2 separate regions of the Rattus norvegicus genome follow, and region 2 is linked to region 1. The links are chromatin contacts, called in public Hi-C maps. All regions are on one chromosome and are shown on one strand. The core of a region is the stretch at or near the end of the contact, and the rest is flanking DNA. Distances in the headings are between cores, read along the strand shown. Region 1 overlaps Rbms1 (RNA binding motif, single stranded interacting protein 1). Region 2 holds the start of Rbms1 (RNA binding motif, single stranded interacting protein 1).

Region 1 (3,174 bases), core at 365-2,864:
AGAAGCAAACCATTGTATAGGATTAAATATGGCAACTATTTTATGACCACCAGAAATCTTGAAGTCTTTTTATTTTATAATTATCTTCTAACATCCTTATCAATCTGCTGTGAAAGGGAATTTCAAATGCAAAGAATTGTTGACGAAGGGAAGACATGGAAAGGGTACCATAGTTCAAAGAAGGAGCCCAGTTCTGAATCCTGTGGTCACTCTGTGTGTCAGCAACCTTCCCAGAACAGACATTGAAAGGGGTTGAACTTCAGCCAACAAGGCTCAGCCTGACCCAGAATTTTCTATAGAATTTGTAGAACAAAGCAGAGTTGGGGGAAAAAAAAGTTAGCTATGGCCAATCATCTCTAGAAATGGCTAGACATATTTTAAACCATCACTGTGGCTTAGTTAATAACTTGGTATGAAGACTAGGTTGGCCTTGAACTCAGAGATCTGCCTGCCTCTGTTTCCTGAGTGCCTCCATTAAAGGCATGTATCACCACATTTGGCTAGTATTGGAAATTCTGTAATGAGATCAAGCCCTTTGGAAAGGAGATCATCTGTCTATTCACCTTTAAGTGTGTCTGTCCATCTGCCTATCCATTTATTTATTTATCCCCTATCTAAATAATTTATTTCTCACTTTTTGCACATAATACTTTGGTTACCCAGTTATATATTATGTGTGGTCCTAAATAGTTTTTTATTCATTAAACTGAGGTAGGCAGAGAATAAATTATTCTCCATTTATTAAAAGAAAGGCCTGAAGTTAAACAGCTTGCTAAAGGTGCTCAGAATGTTAATACTCTAACTTACTCTCTCTTCCTTTCTTCAGTGAACTAAATATATATAAGTAATAAAACACATTTTATATTTAGTAATGTTAAGTATTTGTACTCAACAAACCTTAGAGTAGTCTTTGTAGTTGAGATTTTTCATGTTGAAAGTCCAGCTTGATTAATTAACTAATTAATTAATTTGGATTTTTCAAGATGGGAGGTGTCTCACCATGTAACCCTGGTTTCCCTGGGGCTCTCGACGCCAGCCTTACTTTGTGTTTCCTGCCGAAAAACTTACACTTGTTTTTTTTAAGACCATTCCCGAATATGAGAAAACGAACTTGTATCATTCCTCCAGGAAATAGGAGGGACAACAAGAAGAGGCTGACCAGGATATGATGCTGCAACACCAGAAGTAGGTCCTGGTCTAGACTAAATTAATTTTGTCTAAATTTGCTCCCAATTAAGAATGCATTCATCAAATTATCCAAAAGGCTTAGTTACAAAACATAAATCAACATTCCCTCACAGAAGCAAGCTACTATTTAATAAGTGTAAATAACCACAAGCAGGTTGGGGGAGGAGTTTTGATCAATATTATTGGATTTATAAAGACCCCTGTGCAGTGCACCCACTGAGGTGGGTTGCATAATCTTCGCAGCAGCAAGTTAAAATTAGCAGTTTCTCTAAAATGGTTAGGCCACACATGGAAATAACTTGAGTAGGTAATCTGCAAGCAGCCACTGTGGATTCCTTCCTCCCAGCGGTATGATACGGGCATACCACTGCGCCCGTATCAGCTGGCATGGTGGCCTCCTTTGACCAACAAAGTCACATGTGCCTGGCAGCTTTAACCCTTCCTCTTGGAAGCCAGCCACCAGGTAAGAAACGAAGCCAGCAGAAGTGACACACACCAGACTACCTGCGTGAAGAGAGAGAAAAGCTAACAGCAAAGCAAGATAAGCCAGCTATTAACGGTGACATAGGCTTCCTAGCCCGTGCAAGCACTCGGCCGTGTGTGCTAGTTTGCTTGCTTATTTGTGACAGGCAATGGCCATGTTGACCAGGCTGGCAGTGAACTCCCAGAAGCAAGCAATTCTCCTGCTTCCGAATCCCATGTAGCTAGAAGTAAAGGAGCGCATCACTAGCACGCGTAGCTTTGAGCTGCCTGCTGAATGTGGCCCGGTAAGCTGGCTGGATATGGCCCACCGGCACATCCCAGCCCATGCAGGCAGAACAGCCAGACAAGGTCTAACTTCCCCCTGGTGAGAAATAATAAATGACAATTGTTTCAAGCCACAAAGCTTTGAGTCCATTTGTTACCCTGTGTCATTCTAAACCCCACTGCCCAACTTGCCCTCAAAGTTTTATTCTGAATGAAAGGAACAACTAGGAAGATTGAGTGGTCCAGTTTCATTCACGTTTACGTGGGGCTGAACACATCTCTGAGTGTCACGACCTGCAAAGCTCACCCTCCAGGTTTCTTGCTGCATTGATCTCATCCTTATTCTCACCGGCAACTAAAATAAATACAATAGGAGCTAATGGAGTAATGGGCTCCCGGAAGTGCATGTGTTCCCAGAAATGCATATGTTCCTGGAAGTGCATGCTTTCTACCACTAGAAAGGATGTGTTCAACAAAGCAATCCTGAGCTCCTAAGCGAGGCTTCCATCCTGGAAGCCCATTCCAGAACTCACCTTTGCCCAACCTACAGGCTGCCTTTCTTTTTCTTCTTTTTCTTTTTCTTTTTTATGTCATGAATATTAATGCAGCAGTGGGAGGATTTTCAACTATTCTAAGCCTGGGTAGATCGGTGCTACATCTTGTTTGCTGTGGAGGAGATGGCTTTGTTTCCCTACCATGAAATTATGCTGGAAAAATATTTAAATAGATAAAATTATAAGCATGAATATTATTTCTAAACCGGGAAATGGATTAGCTAGAGGAACCTAAAATGGGAATTTTTTTTTTTAAAAAAAAGAAGTACTCTCTAAGCTGAAACTTGCATTCAAACTCTCGGTCTGTTTAGATGGGACCCCTAAGGAGTGAACAAAAGCAAGCATATACCTACATTAAAAAAAAAAAAAAACAGACTGGCAAATGGCAGTGGGCGCTCTAAAGGCTACCTCTCCAGAGCCCCACTGTATACTGTTAGTGACCCGCCTGCTACTGTCCTTATTTCTTACATAGCTTGCAGCCCCATTTGGACCCCTGTGAAGGTTCCTTACAGGCTGTTCTCACTGTCCTGTGGCCTCTCCCCGTTTAACACAATTAGCAAGCCTGGTATGTAATCCATAAGAAACCGAAATAAAATCCATAAAGCAAGGGCAGCCTGACGCCTCACTCAATTCGAAAATTGCCAGTTCTGTCAGAAACGCCAACACTCCAATCCAGTGTTCACCA
Region 2 (3,174 bases), core at 210-2,709, 58 kb after region 1:
GAGACATCAAACTGTTGTAAAATTAGCATAGGCCCATTAACAAAGTGCCCAGGGTCCCTGGAAAGCCAGGCACAATTTGCCTGCCTACATGTCATCAGCGGTCCTTACCCAAGACTGTGCCACTTTTGAGCAGAATTGGAAATCACTCTCTGGTACACACTCAAGGCGGTTTAAAAACAACAACCAAAAAGGAAAAGTAAATACAAAGTCACTTCTTTTTATGCATCGAAATCTGTCCATTGTCCCTCCCATGTAAAAGCTACAGAGAAGATTAAAGGGGATATCAATGAATGCAGAGTGAACTTTGGCCACTTCTCTACCCAAAACACCAGCGTAAAAGTGGAAATCAGTAACCAGGTGAAGTGCCACACCGCACAAAGATCAGAGGCGAGGGGCGGGCGCACAGGGCCCAAGGCGGGGAGGAGACCGTCCCGGCCCCCTCCAGCCACCTTCGTCGCGCGCGCGGGAGCTGGAGGGTAGTCCTGTGGGGCGGGGCGGGGCGGGGCGGGGCGGGGGGCTGCGCGCCACTCAAGGGGACCCCACAGTTACTGCCCGCAGGGCGAGGCCCTGGAGAGGTCTGAAAGCCGTGCCGCCAGCAGGTCCTGCCGCGGGCCCCAAGCATCGGCCGGCCGCCAGCCCGGGCTGGACGAGGGGGAGCCGTGAGGCCGCGAGACCCTTTCCTCCTCGCCGGCCAGGAAGGGGCCAGCGGTCCTTTCCTGTCTAGTCGCTCCCCCCCGCTACTCTCTGTAACCCGATCGCCGCGATCGGCTCCCCGGGAAGCCGCCGCCCCGCGCACAGCCTGGCTCTGCCCAGGCCAGCGCTATAGTTAGCAACCCCAGCACTTGTGCCCAGAGGCGGGAGGGTCGCCGTGCGCCCCTCCCCAGCCCGGCCCGGCGCGCGCCTCCGCGGTCCCCTCCTTTGGCGACCCTTCCCCGCGCCTCCTTACCTTGGCTTGCAGATACTGGGGGTAGTAATAGGTGGCGTACTGAGGGTACATCTGTTGTTTCCACACTTTGCCCATGAAGCTGGAAGGAAGCCTGCCGTGCAGGGTCGAAGACACTTTAGGTTTTCCAAGTCCCGATCTCTTTCTCCTGCCTCTCCCTTTCCGGAGGCGGCGGCGGCGGCTGCCTCGGCGGCTGCTGCTGCCACTGCTCCACCTCCCAACCGGGACCAGACGACGTCCTCCTCCTCCACCTCCTCCTCCTCCTTCTGCTCTTCCTCCTCCTCCTTCTCCTCCTCCTCCTTCCAGGCAGACAGAAAGACACTGCAGAGCGCAGAGGACACCCCGGACAGGGCGCTCCCAAGGAGTTTCCTCTGGGAGCCCGACTGTGCCCGAGCTGCCAAGGGCTGGCGCTCTGGCCGCGCTGCGCTCCGGGAGCAGGCTGAGCCCAGCTACGAGTGATCAATACAAGTGGAAAGTACGGCGGCGGCGGCGGCTGCGCTTGGTGCCAGGCGGCATCTGGGGTGGGTGCGCCCGACAGCGAGAGGGGAGAGGGGCTGGCTGCCGAGGCCGCGGGGGAAGGGCGGCCGGGGGCGGGGCTTGGGCGCCGCCGAGCCCGGGACCCGCTGGAGGTGAGGGCTGACTTTCCACCACTCCTCACCTCCTAGGCTCTCAAGAGGACGCACAGAATCTCTGGGAGCGGCGATCGCTTTGTGTCCAGGGTGGGAATAGGTTTGGTAGACCCTGCTTAATAACTGCCGAGAAGGCACCTCTAGCTTTCCTGAGTTTTTAATCTTCGTAAGTGGGGGAGGGAGGGAGGGAAAGAGGGAAAGAGGAAATCTGATTAATCTCTCACTTCCCCCAAATTCCCGGACCGGTGATTTTTTTTTTCTCCCCACAAAGGAAAATGCTTTAATGTCCAATCACAAAGCTGGAGCCAGGACACCTGGGTTCTGTTCCACCCACACACCAGGTCACAGCACTAATTTTCTAAGTGACCTTGGGAAGGTTAGTGTCCTTCGGTTTGGTTTTCCCAGATGTGAAACCATGCTCTTTGCGTGTACACACACACACACAAACACACACACACACACAAACACACACACACACACAAACACACACACACACACACACACACCAAACTAGCGGGTCCTTCTAAGGGAAAGATGCCAAAAAGAGGAAGAATGTTATTAGAGGACACAATATAGACATCAGTTTCTCCCTGCCTTTTCTAATGCTGCCAGACAGTCTGTCAACTCCCACTCAGGAGCAAGGAAACTCCCTGAGTTTGGAATATTTTAAGGCCATTTTGAAAGTCACGCTGGCATATTGTTGCAGTGTGTTTCAGTGACACATAAAATCAATCTCCCTTTCTGCTTCTCTCCGTCTCCTAATTGTCTCAGCTCTAGACAGCCCCAGACGAGCAGCGGTTCAGTTCACTACATAACTGGATATAATTTAATGGAGTTAATTGGTCCCTGAAGTTGCCTGCAGAAGACTTTTATATTCTAGCTAAAAAAGAGACAATATGAGATGTACAATAGGATGGGGAAGAGAATGTCCCTAAGTTGATGTCCTTGCCCGGCTGATAAAAGACTAGGAGAAAAACATTTATTGAATCGAACTCGGTTGCTTTGTTTTGTTTTCTTGTTTTTTGTTTGTTTGGTTTTGGTTTTTGGTCACTTCTCAGTGCAAGGTAAATCCAGTCAAACAGGAATGCATGATTTTCTTCAGTAATCAGATCTTTATATGATTATATTTTAAGACAGGCTTTAAAAATGATAAACACAGTGGGCTGGAACCCTTATCTTTATATGATTTAGACAAGTTTCTGGGCTGTACATTTTTTCTTGAAAAAAATAAAATAAAATAGTTGTAGTTCATGTGAAGACAATTTGGACACGTCAGGAGGTGACTCGTGTACTTCCTCATTCATCGATACAGAATCTCACGAGGAAATTAGATTTACTGAGTTTCTGTCACATGCTGGGCACTGTGGAGATTAATGCCAACCTGCAGGTTAGAGTGGTCCAGTGTCTGACGAGGTGAGCTGAAAGTGTTCCTCATATTGCTTCCATACGAGAGTGCTTTGGTTCTTAAGTAACGAAGTCACTAGCATGCTGTGTGTGTGGGGGGGGGGGGGACCCAGAGAGTCTAGGAATAATGGTTTGGAAGGGGTGACTGACTGAAGAGAAATAAGTTGAGAAAGAACTCAGTCTAGGTTTGGACACAGG

Evidence for each region. Hi-C and Micro-C count contacts between places; a contact is called where the count stands out from the background.
Region 2: a contact with region 1 is called in a Hi-C map of liver, with 2.9 times the contacts expected there. The contact joins the promoter of Rbms1 here to the enhancer-like site in region 1. A contact is called at or near these places in 4 of 12 Hi-C or Micro-C datasets (kidney, liver and mammary epithelial cells).

What each region holds. Positions count from the first base shown.
Region 1 is chr3:65,769,032-65,772,205 of GRCr8, forward strand. All of the region lies in intron 1 of Rbms1 (RNA binding motif, single stranded interacting protein 1), which reads right to left. Among named protein-coding and RNA genes, the nearest start is that of Rbms1, 58 kb to the right of the region's middle. Within about 2 kb of position 1,615, at least 6 of the 93 cell types and tissues checked have an H3K27ac peak or open chromatin away from gene starts, as enhancers often do. A contact at or near this core is called in liver, where this site is marked.
Region 2 is chr3:65,827,554-65,830,727 of GRCr8, forward strand. Rbms1 (RNA binding motif, single stranded interacting protein 1) reads right to left here and starts at 1,460. Exons shown (of 14, transcript NM_001012184.1): 1 at 947-1,460. The coding sequence starts at 1,021.